3 separate regions of the Sus scrofa genome follow, and all the other regions are linked to region 3. A link is a contact called in public Hi-C data. All regions are on one chromosome and are shown on one strand. The core of a region is the stretch at or near the end of the contact, and the rest is flanking DNA. Distances in the headings are between cores, read along the strand shown. Region 1 holds the start of LSM5 (U6 snRNA-associated Sm-like protein LSm5). Region 2 holds the start of LOC100738822 (retinitis pigmentosa 9 protein). Region 3 holds the start of LOC100739098.

Region 1 (4,759 bases), core at 850-3,349, 210 kb before region 3:
TTCAGTGACATCTTCCAGTACCATATCTGAAATTTGGTGTTAAGAAAATATATACCATGTTAAATTTACTCTGGCTTCTGTCTTTGTTCAGTTTTAATTATAACATTGGGAGTTCCCATCATGGCTCAGTGGTTAACAAATCCAACTAGGAACCATGAGGTTGCGGGTTCAATCCCTGGCCTTGCTCAGTGGGTTAAGGATCTGGCGTTGCCATGAGCTGTGGTGTAGGTCGAAGATGTGGCTTGGATACATCATTGCTGTGGCTCTGGCGTAGGCCAGCAGCTTACAGCTCCGATCAGACCCCTAGTCTGAGTACCTCCCTATGCCGAGGGAGCGGCCCTAGAAAAGGCAAAAAGACAAAAAATAAAAATAAAAAAATAACATTTAACATAATGACTCAAATTCAAATTGCTTGCGATTGGTAGGGGTACACACACCCCTTAAAACACTACCACGAATTCCATGAGAATAAATTAATTTTTATTATAATAATCAGTAAGCACTGACTATAGTTCTTACTTTTTTAAAAAAAACTGAAGATGGAGTTCCCGTCGTGGCGCAGTGGTTAACAAATCCGACTAGGAACCATGAGGTCGCGGGTTCCGTCCCTGGCCTTGCTCAGTGGGTTAAGGATCCGGCGTTGCCGTGAGCTGTGGTGTAGGTTTCAGATGCAGCTCGGATCCCGCTTTGCTGTGACTCTGGTGTAGGCCGGTGGCTACAGCTCCGATTCGACCCCTAGCCTGGGAACCTCCATATGCCATGGGAGCAGCCCTAGAAAAGACATAAAAAATAATAACAAAAAAAAATTTTTTTAATTAAAAAACAAAGAAAAACCCATACCCCCACTTTTTAAAAGGATACTGACAAAGTCATCAAATCCGAGAAGCGTGCCAACAATCTCTTTATCACTCTTCATCACAATGTGAATTCTTGATCCTATACACTTGTCTACAAGCTCTATAGATACAGGTTTTTTAAAAGAAAAATAAGTGGGGGGAGGGGTGAAAAAAATTATTTTGCACATTCATTACTTCAAGAAATATGTGAGTACTTACTGGCACTTATTACTTACATATGGTGAAAGATAAACCAAGAAAAGGATTCACTCAAAAACTTCAGGTCTCGGGAGTTCCCGTTGTGGCGCAGCAGAAACGAAGGCCAGCAGCTACAGTTCCAATGGGACCCCTAGCCTGGGAACCTCCATGTGCCTCGGGTGCGGGCCTAAAAAGAAACTTTTTTTTGTTCAATGAAGGAAAAAACTTTCCAATTACCGCCACGTCCACTAACTTAATTACCCTTCAGATACAAAATATTAGAAAAAGACATAACTGTCTTCCCCAGCCCCAAGACGGCTATCCTCTGTTCTCTGAGAGCAGCTTGAATATCTCTTCAGCAGAATTACTGTTACTTGGTATGATGTTTAATTGTCTGGCATCCTGTCTCCTGCGCTGGCATGAATGCTACCTGAAGCTAAGTTACGATGTCTAGTCTACAGATGCGCAAAAACTGTTTGTGGAATAAATGAATGACAATCAGAGCTAATTTCCAGTGTCCCCTTTTAAAGCTCATTGCAGACCCCGCTACCTCTCTCAATAACGGGCCAGACAGACAACAGGGTCTAACCTAGGGATTTTAAATGCCAGGTAGAAGAATGGGACTGCTATCCACTACTGTAAAGGCGAACTCACAACAAAAAAGGCCGACGACGCATTCACTAAGTGTGAACCTTTTCCAGTGACGGTTTGGTGTGAGAACTCAGAAAGTCCTGGCTCAAGAAAACCCTTCCACGCCGAAAAGACGCGGGCGGCCTGAGGCCTCAGAGCCTTAGAGCCCAAAGAGCCGCGGATAAAGAAAACAATTGGTCAGATACATTTCTCTAACACTCAGTCAAGGACTGCGCTGGCCCTCGGCCCGCAACCCTTCAGCTCCCCTCCCCAGCTCCCCACAGGACAACGATTACCTAGAGGTAGCAGCTGCGACGGGTTAGTCGTAGCGTTAGCCGCCATGGCTACGCCGGAAGTGGCCAGCCTCTACCGACGTTGGGAAGGCGAGTTTGAAAGAGCGCGCTTCCGCTTTTTTCCCCTAGCCCGGCCAGGCTCGACCAATCTGAGGCCGAGCGTGCGATCGGGCCAGTCCTACGTGAATCGCTCGGAGTCACTTCTTTCCTCCGCAACGAGATCCGGGGGAATACATCAGTGCGTTGAACATTCTGCGGCCTCAGCAGATACTTTGCCCTCCAAGTTTCCAAGACAAATTAAAGATATCTTGCCTTATAAATAAAATATTCCTCAACCTGGAAGACTGCAAAATAGAAACGTTTGAGTCGTTTGATTTTCCCTGGGTTATATTTCATTTCAACCAAGGATCTTCTGAAGACCAACATAAATATTTTTTCCGCCACTGATTTTATTGTGTTGCAATTTTTGTTAAAAAACAAAAGCAAAAACTTTTTTTTTTTACAGGAATCTACCGCTTTTTTTTTTTTTTTTTTTTTTTTTTTTCTTTTTAAGGCCACAGAGCAGATACATGGAAGTTCCCAAGCTAGGAGTCAAATCGAGCTGCAGCTGCCGGCCTAGCCACAGCCACAGCAATGTGGGTTTGAGCCGCAGCTCGCAGCAACAAGGGGATCCTTAATCCACTGAACGACCCCAGGAATCCAACACACGCTCAGGTATACTAGTTGGATTCTTAATCCTCTAAGCCACAAAGGAGAACTCCCTACCTTTTTTTTTTTTTTTTTTTTCTTTTCTTTTCTTTTCTAGGGCTGCACCTGCAGCATATGGAGGTTCCCAGGCTAGGGGTCTAATCGGAGCTGTTGCTGTCAGACTACGCCAGAACCACAGCAACTGCCAGATCCAAGCCACGTTTGCGACCTACACCACAACTCAGGCACAACGCCGGATCCTTAACCTACTGAGCGAGGCCAGGGATCGAACAGGCAACCTCATGGTTCCTAGTCGGATTCCTTAACCACTGAGCCACCACAGGAACTCCCCTACCTTCTTTTAAAGGTTCAGTGTAGGAGTTTCCATTGTGGCTCAGTGGTAAGGAACCCAACCAGTACCTGGGGACAGGGGATTGGATCCCTGGCCCCACACAATGGGCTAAGGATCCGGGGTTGTCATGAACTGCAATTGTAGGTCTCAGACGTGGCTGGGATCTGCTTTGCTGTGGCCTAGGCCAGAAGCTACAGCTACGATTTGATCCCCTAGCCTGGGAACCTCCATAGACTGCAGAGTGCGGCCCTAAAAAGACCAAAGGAAAAAAAGTTTGCAAACCCATAGCTAGCTTTAAAGAAATACTTTTCTGGGGGTTCCCCTCGTGGCTCAAAGGTAAGGAACTGGATTAGTATCCTTGAGGACAAGGGTTCAATCCCTGGCCTTGATAAGTGGATTAAGGACCTGGCCTTGCTCTGAGCGCTGGTGTGGGTCGCACAGGTGGCTCTGATACAGTGCGGCTGTGGCTGTAGGTAGGCCACAGCTACAGCTCCAATTCAACCCCTAGCCTGGGAACTTCTATATGCGTGGGTTCGGCCCTTAAAAAAAAAAAAAGAAAAAAGAAAGAACTTTTCTGTGATAGGAGGGATTTAAAATATGTTTTATTTTCTACTACTTTTTAAAATGCATTGCTCTTAATCTTGTATTTAGGTGTCTTTCAGACTTTTTGTATTCACTTTCTTCCACAAACACATTGAGAGACAACCACCAGATGTCACTCTATGTCAATGATATCACTGGAAGAACTTTTTACACTTCTATTTTGAAAAGAGAAAGCAAACAAATTCTCTGCCTTAGTCTATTTTATGTTTGTAACAGAGGAACTTAAAGCTAAAGACTCTAAGCAGGAGAAACCAGGAAAAACATTCATTCATACAACAAATGGTTGTAAAGCTCCCATCATTCATTCATTGAATACTTTTAGTTGTACAGTCTCTGGCATTTTGCTGAATATAAAACAATATAAAGAACAGAACCATGAAATTTTCTGCCCTTACAGGAGCTAAAGGATAAATGGACAACTTTCAAACAATACAAGACAGGAGTTCCCATTGTGGCTCAGCGGAAACAAATCTGACCAGTATCTACGAGGATGTAAGTTTTGTCCCTAGCCTTGCCCAGTGGGTTAAGGATCCCAAGTTGCTGTGAGCTGTGGTGTAGGCCAGAGGCTACAGCTTTGATTGGACCCCTAGCCTGGGAACCTCCATAGTCCGAGGGTGTGGCCCCCCCAAAGAAATACAAGGTACATGGAATTTAATGTGTAAAGCAAAAAGACCTCTTTTAGTTTTAGGGATCCTAGAGAAGTGGGTATGATTTAAGGCAAATACCAATGAGAGGGTTCAGAATCCAATATAAGTGGGCCCTTTAGATTGAGGCCCCCTAGGGGTTCGAGGCCCCCTAGGGTTCTGCCTCCTTCTAAATAAATACTAAGCCAATTCTGGCTTTTTTTTTTTTTTTCATTCCATAAATATTGAATACCTACAATGTACTAGGAAAAAAAACCAAATAAACTTATTTCCAATCTTTTTTTTTTTTTTTTTTTTTGTCTTTTTGTCTTTTTGTCTTTTTGCCATTTCTTGGGATGCTCTCACAGCATATGGAGGTTCCCAGGCTAGGGGTCGAATCGGAGCTGTAGCCACTGGCCTACGCCACAGCCACAGCAACCCGGGATCTGAGCTGTGTCTGCAAACTCCACCACAGCTCACATGGCAAAGCCAGATCCTCAACCCACTGAGCAAGGCTGGGGATCGAACCCACACCCT
Region 2 (4,528 bases), core at 195-2,694, 140 kb after region 3:
GAAGCCAGCAATGAAGCGCCTGTATCCACAACCACTACCTATTGAGGTGAAATTCAGCTCAAGAGCCACAAGGAAAGGAGCAGGCCAGGCTCTGAGCAATGCATTTTGTGTCAAAGCTCCCAAAAGGTTAATGAGAAGGGCAGCCCTTTAAGGACCTTTCCTTACATGATTGTCTCCAAGGTATGAGATATGCCTGAAACAGAAATAGTTCAAATAACTCCGTGTACACCAAACTTAGAAAAAAACTTCTAAAGCTAATTACAGAATGACAGAATCACAGGAAACTGAAAGCGTCATTAATCCAAGCTTCCAGCTGATGTTAAATCTCCTTTACAAGCCACCCTCCTCTCAGTGATTATCTGGATTCTCCTCCAGCCCAAGCAGCTGGGGGAGCCCGTGCCTCCTAAGTCAGGCCACGCTGACCATCAAGAATATATGACCTGGTCCTAATTCTTGTTGTTGAGCCATAACTGGCCTCTCCGTAGCTCCCACCTTTAATCCCGGCAACAACAACAACAACGAAAATCCTTAAGACCTGAGAGAACCTATCCATGCTCTTCCACCTGACAGCTCCTCCCGAATATTTAGGGACCAAGCCCTCACCCACTGCTTATTCCTCACTTCACTAACGTTCCAGGATCGGGCTTTCTTCCCCCTTACTAACAGCAGAAGACGAAAAGAAAGAGGATTTAATCCAGATCATAGAGAGCCCCTGGAACTGAGAAACAGGAAAGGAGCAAGGCGCTCAGCCGCACTTGCCTGCGGCCCGTCCCCAGTCCCGCCCGAGGGCATAACAGCGCCTCTGAGCACATCGACGTCGCCTCTCCAGGAATAAAGCCATCGCCTCGTTGGGGAAGGGCGCGACCTCCGCCCCCGCGCGCCGGAGGCCGGCCTCGGGGTAGACCCTCCCCCGTGGAGGGTCGGCTGGAAGTCGAGGGTCACGCCGCCCGGGGTCTCAACCGGCGCCCGGCTCTCTGGGGGCCGACGGGCCCAACGAGCCCATTCCCGGGTCTCCGAGCGCCCCGCCTACAGCGCCAACTCCGCGCCGCGCGACCCCAGGGACTCACAAGGACTCCAGGTGCTTGAGTTGCTGCAGCTGCTGCGCGTCGTGCCGCCGCCGTTTCTGCTCCCGGCGTCGCTGCAGCTCCTGCTCCTGGGGCTCCCGCGGTCGCCGCGCGCCCCCGGACCTGGGGTTGTCGCTCCCCGGCCCGGACGACATCGTCGCCGAGGCGGCCCCGCGCGGCGAAGCCAGCACTTCCTCCGCGTCGTGCACGCCTGGATCCGCAGCGCCCCCTCTTGCCGCCACTCCGCTGTTGGCCAGGCGGCCAGGTGTCCCTTCGGAGGCTGCCTGCACCCCGCCACCCGACAGGCCCGCGCAGTAGCATGTCTGCTCTAAGTGCCAGGCGCTGGCGTCAGGTCCCCGGGTGCGGGCGTCCGAGCGCGCCTCCTGGCGGCGGCTGAGAGCCTCGGCGCTGAAGACGCTGTGGCAGGAAGCTTAAGAAAGAAAAATGTTGAACCAATAATTACTCACATATTAGAATTTCATATTGTACAATACAGGGAATGTAGCCAATATTTTGTAATAACTAAATGTAGCGTAACCTTTTAAGCTGTATAAAAATTAAAAAAATAAAAAAGAATAAAAAAGCAAATACTCAAATATTTTTGTATGTTAATGCTTTAAAAACATTTCAATTATGCTCACTTCTATGAAGACATCCAGGGTTACCTGTTCCAGTGGTTGGCCAGGAAGTCTTCACAGGGGAAGGGGCATTTCAGGAGAGGCTTAAAGGGTGACTAGGAGCTGGTGGAGCAAAGAAGAAAGGAAAGTATTCCAGGAGGAAGGGCAACCCATGGAAGAGTACTTTATGTACAGGAGAGAGAGAGAAGGCCAATGTGGAGCTGGAACCTGGAAAGCAAGGAGCAGAGCCTTGAGATGAAGCTGGAGAGGCAAACCAGATGAGGTTATCAAACCCTGTGAAGGACCTGGATCCCAATGCTAAGTGTGGTAGGAAGGTAATGAAGAAGATACAGGTGAAATTTACTATCAGATTTGAGTTTTAAACAGACTTCTCTCCATGCTACATGGCACTACACTATGTGATGCCACGCATGTTCTACACCTGTTGATGTGCCAAATCTTTCTATATGACTGACATTGTTCGTTCCACAAATATTTATTTGGACTGAGAAGTGCTGTGTTCATGTTTTTCAAACTGTGAGTCAAGAGTCATTAGAGAATTGTGAAATCCACTTAGGGAATTGCCAGCAATTTTTTTTTGTTTGTTTGTTTGTTTTTTTTGGGCTGCACGCGAGGCACGTGGAGGTTCCCAGGCTAGGGGTCTAATTGGAGCTGTAGCTGCCGGCCTATGCTACAGCCACAGCAAAGCCAGATCCAAGCCTCATCTGCGACCTACACCATAGCTCATGGCAACGCTAGATCCTTAACCCACTGAGCGAGGCCAGGAATCGAACCGCAACCTCATGGTTCCTAGACAGATTCATTTCTGATGCGCCATGATGGGAACGCCAATATTTTAAACAATGAAATGAAACAGAAAAGAATAGAAAGTAGAAATATCAAAGTGCACTACACATACATACATTAAGATATCCTTTCCAAACTTATTTTGTTCCATGGTTAAGGCGGAAAAAAAAGGAAAAGATTGAGATCTGTATTTTAATTATTAAACAGTCTAACATGCTTAACATAGTGCCTGGCACATATTATAGCTCTTGAGTGATTGGATCAATAAATCAATGACCTTTTTGACGGGTATAGTCCTTTATGTATCTAATATGTACTGATTTCTTTTTCTGCCACCCATGTGGCATATGGAAGTTTCTGGGGTCAAGGAACTAATCCAAACCGGAGCTGTGACCTATGCCACAGCTGCAACAATGCCAGATCCTTAACTCACTGCACTGGGTGGGCATCCAACTGGTGTCTCCACAGAGACAAGCTGGATCATTACCCACTGTGCCCAATGGGAAATCCTAATATGAGTTTAAGAAAATAAAATGGGGAGTTCTGGTTGTGACTCATTGGGTTAAGAACCCGGCTAGTATCCATGAGGATTTGGGTTCCATTCCGGCCCTCTCTCAGTGGGTTAAAGTATCTCGAGCTGACGCAAGCTGTGGGGAAGGATCTGGAATTGCTATGGCTGTAGCAGGACAGCTCTGATTTGATACCTAGCCTGGGAACCTCCATATGCCAAGTGTGAGGGCCCTAAACCGATCCCCCCCAAAAAAAAACCCAACAAAAAAACACCTGGATTAGGGGAAGCTCTGCTCTAGGGTGGCTCTGCTGGGGTTGGGAGAGGATGGCCTCAGTCATGTGCCTGGTGGGGCAGAGGAGATGACCTACCAAATGATTATAAGCTTTCGGAAGCTTCTCTTTTCACAGGGAGGGTTTTATAATTAAGAATTACATTTCTTAGGTTGAAATATAAATTAATAATTCAAGGTAATTTTTCATTTATTTTCAGACAATATTTTATTCTATTATTCTATTATTTTAAAAACTTTAATTCTAATTACAAGGGTAATACACAGCCATTGAAAAAATACTGAGGACATTGAAAATGCAAAGGAAAAATTAAATGACAAGTAAGTCCATTTAATAGCCATTGTTAATATTTTTATGAAAAGTCCTTCAAATATTTTTCCATATTTTTATTTATAAAAATGTATCAAATGATAGTTTTAGAAGACTTTTCCTCAGCTATATTATGAACAATTTTTTCAAGTCAAAATGTTTCAATAATTTGAATTTTAATAGTGGAATAGTATTTTGTCATAATTTGCCTAAGTTTTATTATTGGCAACCCAAGTAATTTCCAATTTTTATAACCAACGTTGTGGAGGCCTAATGTAATCAAAATTAACAATGTTGAGGATTTTCATGAAATTGTTCTGTTTTCAGGAAGTGTAATTATCTAGAGTTACATTTTCTTTCTTTCTTTTTTTTTTTTGGCAAGCCTGCAATATGTGGAGGTTTCCCGGCCAGGGACTGAACCTGTGCCACCACAGTGACGACAGCTGAATTCTTAACCCGCTGAGCCACCAGGGAACTCCAGAATTACATTTTCTACTGGAAATGTGAATTGGTGGTGAAAAATAGGGAATTTAAAACCTATGCTAAAATCCAGTGAAAACAGGCAAGACCAAAAGGTTCAAGGAAAAATGAAAAAAAAGTTAAAAAAAGTTTGAGATGTTTAACTGTAAAGTTGAACACCTGTATACCTACATACCAGAAAATCCACTCAAAGGTATATGCTAAAAAGAATGTTTGGAACACGTCCATCAGGAGACGGGTAACAAGTAAATTCATGACAGCATTTTTCCTCCTGGGAATAAATAAACCCCTGGAAACTTCAAATGTCCCACCATCTCGATGGTCTTCTTTCCGCCCGTCTTCCTCTTCAAGGTGAACATGCACTGGGCCAGCACCACCCCTGCCACCAAGGTGCACACGCTGGCGCTCACTCAACCCTGGTGCTCACTCAACCCTGGTCAAGGCCGCCAG
Region 3 (4,456 bases), core at 1,873-4,372:
CTGAATTTGGCTCTAGTTTGGCTGGGTAACAGATCCGGGGTTAACCACTGAGCTTCCATTTTCTTAGCTACAAAATGTTATCTTCTTCTTCTGGTCTGTAAGAAAGTTCTTCGAGCTACAAAATAAGTATATAGGATTAGGAGTTCCCATTGTGGTGTAACGGAAACGAATCCGACTAGGAACCGTGAGGTTGTGAGGTTGTGGGTTCAGCCCCTGGCCTCCCTCAGTGGGTTAAGGAGTTGCCCTGAGCTGTGGTGTGGGTTGCAGACGTGGCTTGGATCTGGTTTTGCTATGGCTGTGACGTAGGCCAGCAGCTGTAGCCCGGATTCGACCCCTAGCCTGGGTGTGGGTCCATATGCCCTGGGTGTGACCCTAAAAAGCAAAAAAGAATTAAATAAATAAGATTAACCACCATCTGGCATCCTATAGTTAAAGATACTGAGGGCTGATCTGGGCTAAGCCCTGCCTGAGCCCAGGATGCCTTGAAGGGACTGTGGAAGCCAGCAATGCAGCACCTGTATCCACAACCACTACCTAGGAGGTGAAATTCAGCTCAAGAGCCACAAGGAAAGAAGCAGGCCAGGCTCCAAGGAATCAATGCTCTTTGTCAAACTCACAAGAGGTTAATGAGACAGATTAACCCTTTGAGAACCTTTTCTTACATGATTGTCTCAGCAACCAAGAGAAGGTAGGAGATGTGCCTGCAACAGAAATAAATCAAATACTTAGTGTACACCAAACTTAGATTTCTAAAGCTAATTATGTTTGGTTTTTTTTTTTTTTAATCTTTTTGTATTTTATAGGGCCGCACCCACGACATATGGAGGTTCCCAGGCTAGGGGTCTAATTGGAGCTGCAGCTGCCAGCCTTTGCCAGAGCCACAGCAACGCCAGATCCCAGCCGCGTCTGGGACCTACACCACTGCTCATGGCAACTACGGATCCTTAACCCGCTGATCGAGGCCTGGGATCAAACCCACAACCTCATGGTTCCTAGCCGGATTCGTTAACCACTGAGCCACGATGGGAACTCCTCTAAAGCTAATTATGGAATGACAGAATCACAGGAGAGTGAAAGGGTCCATTAATCCAAGCTTCCAGCTGATGTTAAATCTCCTTTACAAGCCACCCTCCTCTCAGTGATTATCTGGATTCTCCTCCAGCCCAAGCAGCCACGCTAACCAGCAAGAATATATGATCAGCCTCCTAAGTCAGGCCACGCTGACCAGCAAGAATACATGACCTGGTCCTAATTCTTCTTCTTGAGCCAGAACTGGCCTCTCTGTAGCTCCCACCCTCAATTCCTGTAACAACAACAACAACAAAAAATCCTGAAGACCTGAGAGAACCTATCCGTGCTCTTCCACCTGACAGCTCCTCCAGAATATTTAGGGACCAAGCCCTCACCCACTGCTTATTCTTCCTCCTCACTTCACTAATGTTATGGGATCGGGCTCTCTTCTGTATTACTATTGATTTTTTTTGTTTCTCAGCCGCACCCCGGGAGCACAGGGACGTTCCCAGGCCAGGGATCAAATCTTGAGCCGGAGCTGCGCCTTACGCCGCAGCTGCAGCCAGGCCAGATCCGTAACCCACTGCGCCAGGCCAGGGATCCAGCCCGCGCCTCCACCGAGGGAAGGCTGGTCGTTAACCCGCTGCGCCACAGCAGGAACTCCTCTCCTCCCTTACGTACAGCAAAAGATGAAAAGAACGAGGATTTTCTCCAATTCACTGCGAGCCCCTGGAACTGAGAAACAGGGGAGCAGCAAAGCGCTCAGCCCCACTTCTCGGCGGTCCGTCCCCAATCCGGCCCCAGCGCCTACCAGCGCTCCCGACCACACCGACCTCGCCGCACCAGGAATAAAACCGTCGCCTCCTGCCGGGGAAACGCCCGCCTGCCGCCGCCGCCGCGAGCCAGGGGCCGGCCTCGGGGTGGAGTCTCCTCCTCCTTCCCCCGTGGAGGGGCCGCTGGACGTCGAGGGTCCCGCCGCCCGGGCCTTAACCAGCATCCGGCTCGCTGGGGTCCGACGGGCCCATATGCCCACTCCTGGGTCTCCGAGCGCCTCGCGACCCTCAGGCCCCAACCCCTTTCCTCGCAGAAGTCGGGCGCGGGCGTGACGAACGGGGACTCACAAGGACTCCAGGTGCTTGAGCTGCTGCAGCTGCTGCGCGTCCTGCCGCCGCCGCTTCTGCTCTCGGCGCCGCTGCAGCTCCTGCTCCTGGGGCTCCCGCGGCCGCCGCGCGCCCCTGTTCCCGGCGTCGTCGCGCCCGGGCCGGGACGACATCGCGGCCCCGCGCGGCGCAGAGGCGGAGGCGGCCCCGCGCTGGTCAGCGAAGACGGCACTTCCTCCGCCCCTCGCGCGCCTGGCGCCGCAGCGCCCCCTCCCGCCGCGGCTCCGCGGCCCGCCAGGCACGGCCGGGTGTCCCCGCCGAGGCCTCCCGCCCCTCGCCTCCGGCCCGGCTGCCTCCCTGCGGCGCAGCCGCACGTCGGCGTTCGGAGCGCCGGAACCCTGCCGCGGGGTTGGCCGGTGCCGGAGGCAGGAGCGCGCCCTCTGGCGGCGGCCGGGAGCTCGGCGCTGAGTATGCTGCAGTGGGAGCCTGAGCTTCCACTTTGTTCTCTTGAAATATCTCCTCCGAAGCTTCAGGGATGGAAAGCCGTGCAGTTGCTTTGAGGCCACCATGCTGCAAGGAAGCCCAAACTAACTCTTGGGGATAGATCACGCGAAGAGGCCCTGAGACTCAATAAAAAACGGGTTGTCAGATCAGACCTCACTGTCTGATCACACCCGACCCCTGGTTAGATGACTTCCAAAATGCATGCCAGAGGTGACTCTCAAGTGGATCATATCAACCAAGCTGGACTAGAATTGTTCCTCCCCTTTTGGGGAGGCTTTGTTGCCGGCCAAGTTAGGCACTTAAAGTACAAGAAAAGAAGAAAGAAGATGGAAGAAGGAAAAGATAAAAGAAAAAACATTCTCTAGTCACGACCGGCAACCTGATACCATGCAAGCAAATTATCTGAAAACTTTGGGATATACTTATGTGCAGAAACCAATTCGTTGGATTTCTCTCACCAGCAATTTTTTTGGGGGGTATATTTAGGCCCACACCAGGGGCATATGGAAGTTCCCAGGTTAGGGGTCAAATCTGAGCTGTAGCAGCTGACTTACAGCCACAGCAACGCCAGATGTGAGCAGAGTCTTCGATCTACACCACAGGTCACCGAAATGCGGGATCCTTAACCCCCAGCAAGGCTACCACTGAGCCACAACCCGAAAGCTCTATCCACCAGCAATTTAAAGAAGTCAATTTGCCTAACAGTGATTTGATCTCTCAGCAAGAAGACCCAGGGATTGATAATTCCATTTTAGCAAGTATTAGTCAAAATTCTTTTGGAAAAAAAACAATGGGCCAAAATCCAAATCAAACTGTTTTAAGAAAAAAAAATTTAGGATTTATTGGCTTACACATGTGAAATGTCATGGGGTGGAACTTCAGGAGCAGCTGGGTCTGAGTGCTGATTTGCTATAGTCAGTAATTTCTCCCTCAGTTTCACTTTCTGTTGTATTGCTTCATTTTTTGTACTTTCTCCCATTGTGGAGGCAAAGATGGCTACTGGAAGCCAAAGATGGCCAACAAATTAGTAGCTCCAGCTGGAAGTAATTTGGATCATAAATTGGCTGGCAACAGGGAGTTCCCTTCGTGGCTCAGTGGTTAATGAACCCGACTAGGATCCATGAGGATGTGGGTTCGATCCCTGGCTTCGATCAGTGGGTTAAGGAGCCAACACTGCCATGAGCTGTGGTGTAGGTCCCAGATGCAGCTTGGATCCTGCGTTGCTATGGCTATGGTGGAGGCTGGCCACTTCAGCTCTGATTGGACCCCTATCCTGGGAACTTCTACATGCCACAGGTGCTGCCCTAAAAAGAAAAAAAAATTGGCTGGTAACAAAGCCTTCCCAGGAGAGGAGGAACAATTCTAGTCCAGCTTGGTTGATGTGATCTAGGCTTAAGATTTCTCTCTCAGTTCCAATGAGAATTCCATGTATTATACTCATTGGCTTAACAAGAGTCATGTAGCTGTCATGGAAACAATCTCTGTGGTCAAGGAGATACAGTACACTGACTGCTCAAGCCTATGTTACATATCCACCCTAAATCCCAGGAGTGGATCAGCTTTATTCAAGCCCTATAGACTGATAGTGGTGGAGGGGTTGTTCCCCAAGCAAGATTTAGGTGCTATTAACAGAGGGAGGAAGGAGTCCCCGTCATGGCTCAGTGGTTAATGAATTCGACTAGGAACCATGAGGTTGCGGTTTGATCCCTGGTCTTGCTCAGTGGGTTGAGGATCCAGTGTTGCTGTGAGCTGTGGTGTAGGTTGCAGACACGGCTGGGATGCCATGTTGCTGTGGCTCTGGCATAGGCTTGGCAGCTACAGCTCCGATTGGACCCCTGGCC

What was found. Hi-C and Micro-C count contacts between places; a contact is called where the count stands out from the background.
Region 1: a Hi-C map of liver shows a contact between it and region 3, with 4 times the contacts expected there. The contact joins the promoter of LSM5 here to the promoter of LOC100739098 in region 3. A contact is called at or near these places in 3 of 5 promoter capture datasets (fetal liver, liver and skeletal muscle), 33 of 47 Hi-C or Micro-C datasets (adipocytes, adipose tissue, alveolar macrophages and 16 more) and 2 of 2 datasets of contacts at active chromatin or transcription factors (alveolar macrophages and skeletal muscle).
Region 2: a contact with region 3 is called in a Hi-C map of subcutaneous adipose tissue, with 10 times the contacts expected there. The contact joins the promoter of LOC100738822 here to the promoter of LOC100739098 in region 3. A contact is called at or near these places in 1 of 5 promoter capture datasets (fetal liver), 22 of 47 Hi-C or Micro-C datasets (alveolar macrophages, blood, differentiating spermatogonia and 13 more) and 2 of 2 datasets of contacts at active chromatin or transcription factors (alveolar macrophages and skeletal muscle).

Annotation. Positions count from the first base shown.
Region 1 is chr18:40,749,730-40,754,488 of Sscrofa11.1, reverse strand. LSM5 (U6 snRNA-associated Sm-like protein LSm5) reads right to left here and starts at 2,099. Exons shown (of 4, transcript XM_005673273.3): 1 at 1,961-2,099; 2 at 862-957; 3 at 1-26. The coding sequence starts at 2,006.
Region 2 is chr18:40,394,467-40,398,994 of Sscrofa11.1, reverse strand. It overlaps LOC100738822 (retinitis pigmentosa 9 protein), which reads right to left and starts at 1,444. Exons shown (of 7, transcript XM_003484045.4): 1 at 1,068-1,444. The coding sequence starts at 1,219.
Region 3 is chr18:40,536,889-40,541,344 of Sscrofa11.1, reverse strand. It overlaps LOC100739098, which reads right to left and starts at 3,122. Exons shown (of 6, transcript XM_021078694.1): 1 at 2,133-3,122; 2 at 663-701. The coding sequence starts at 2,680.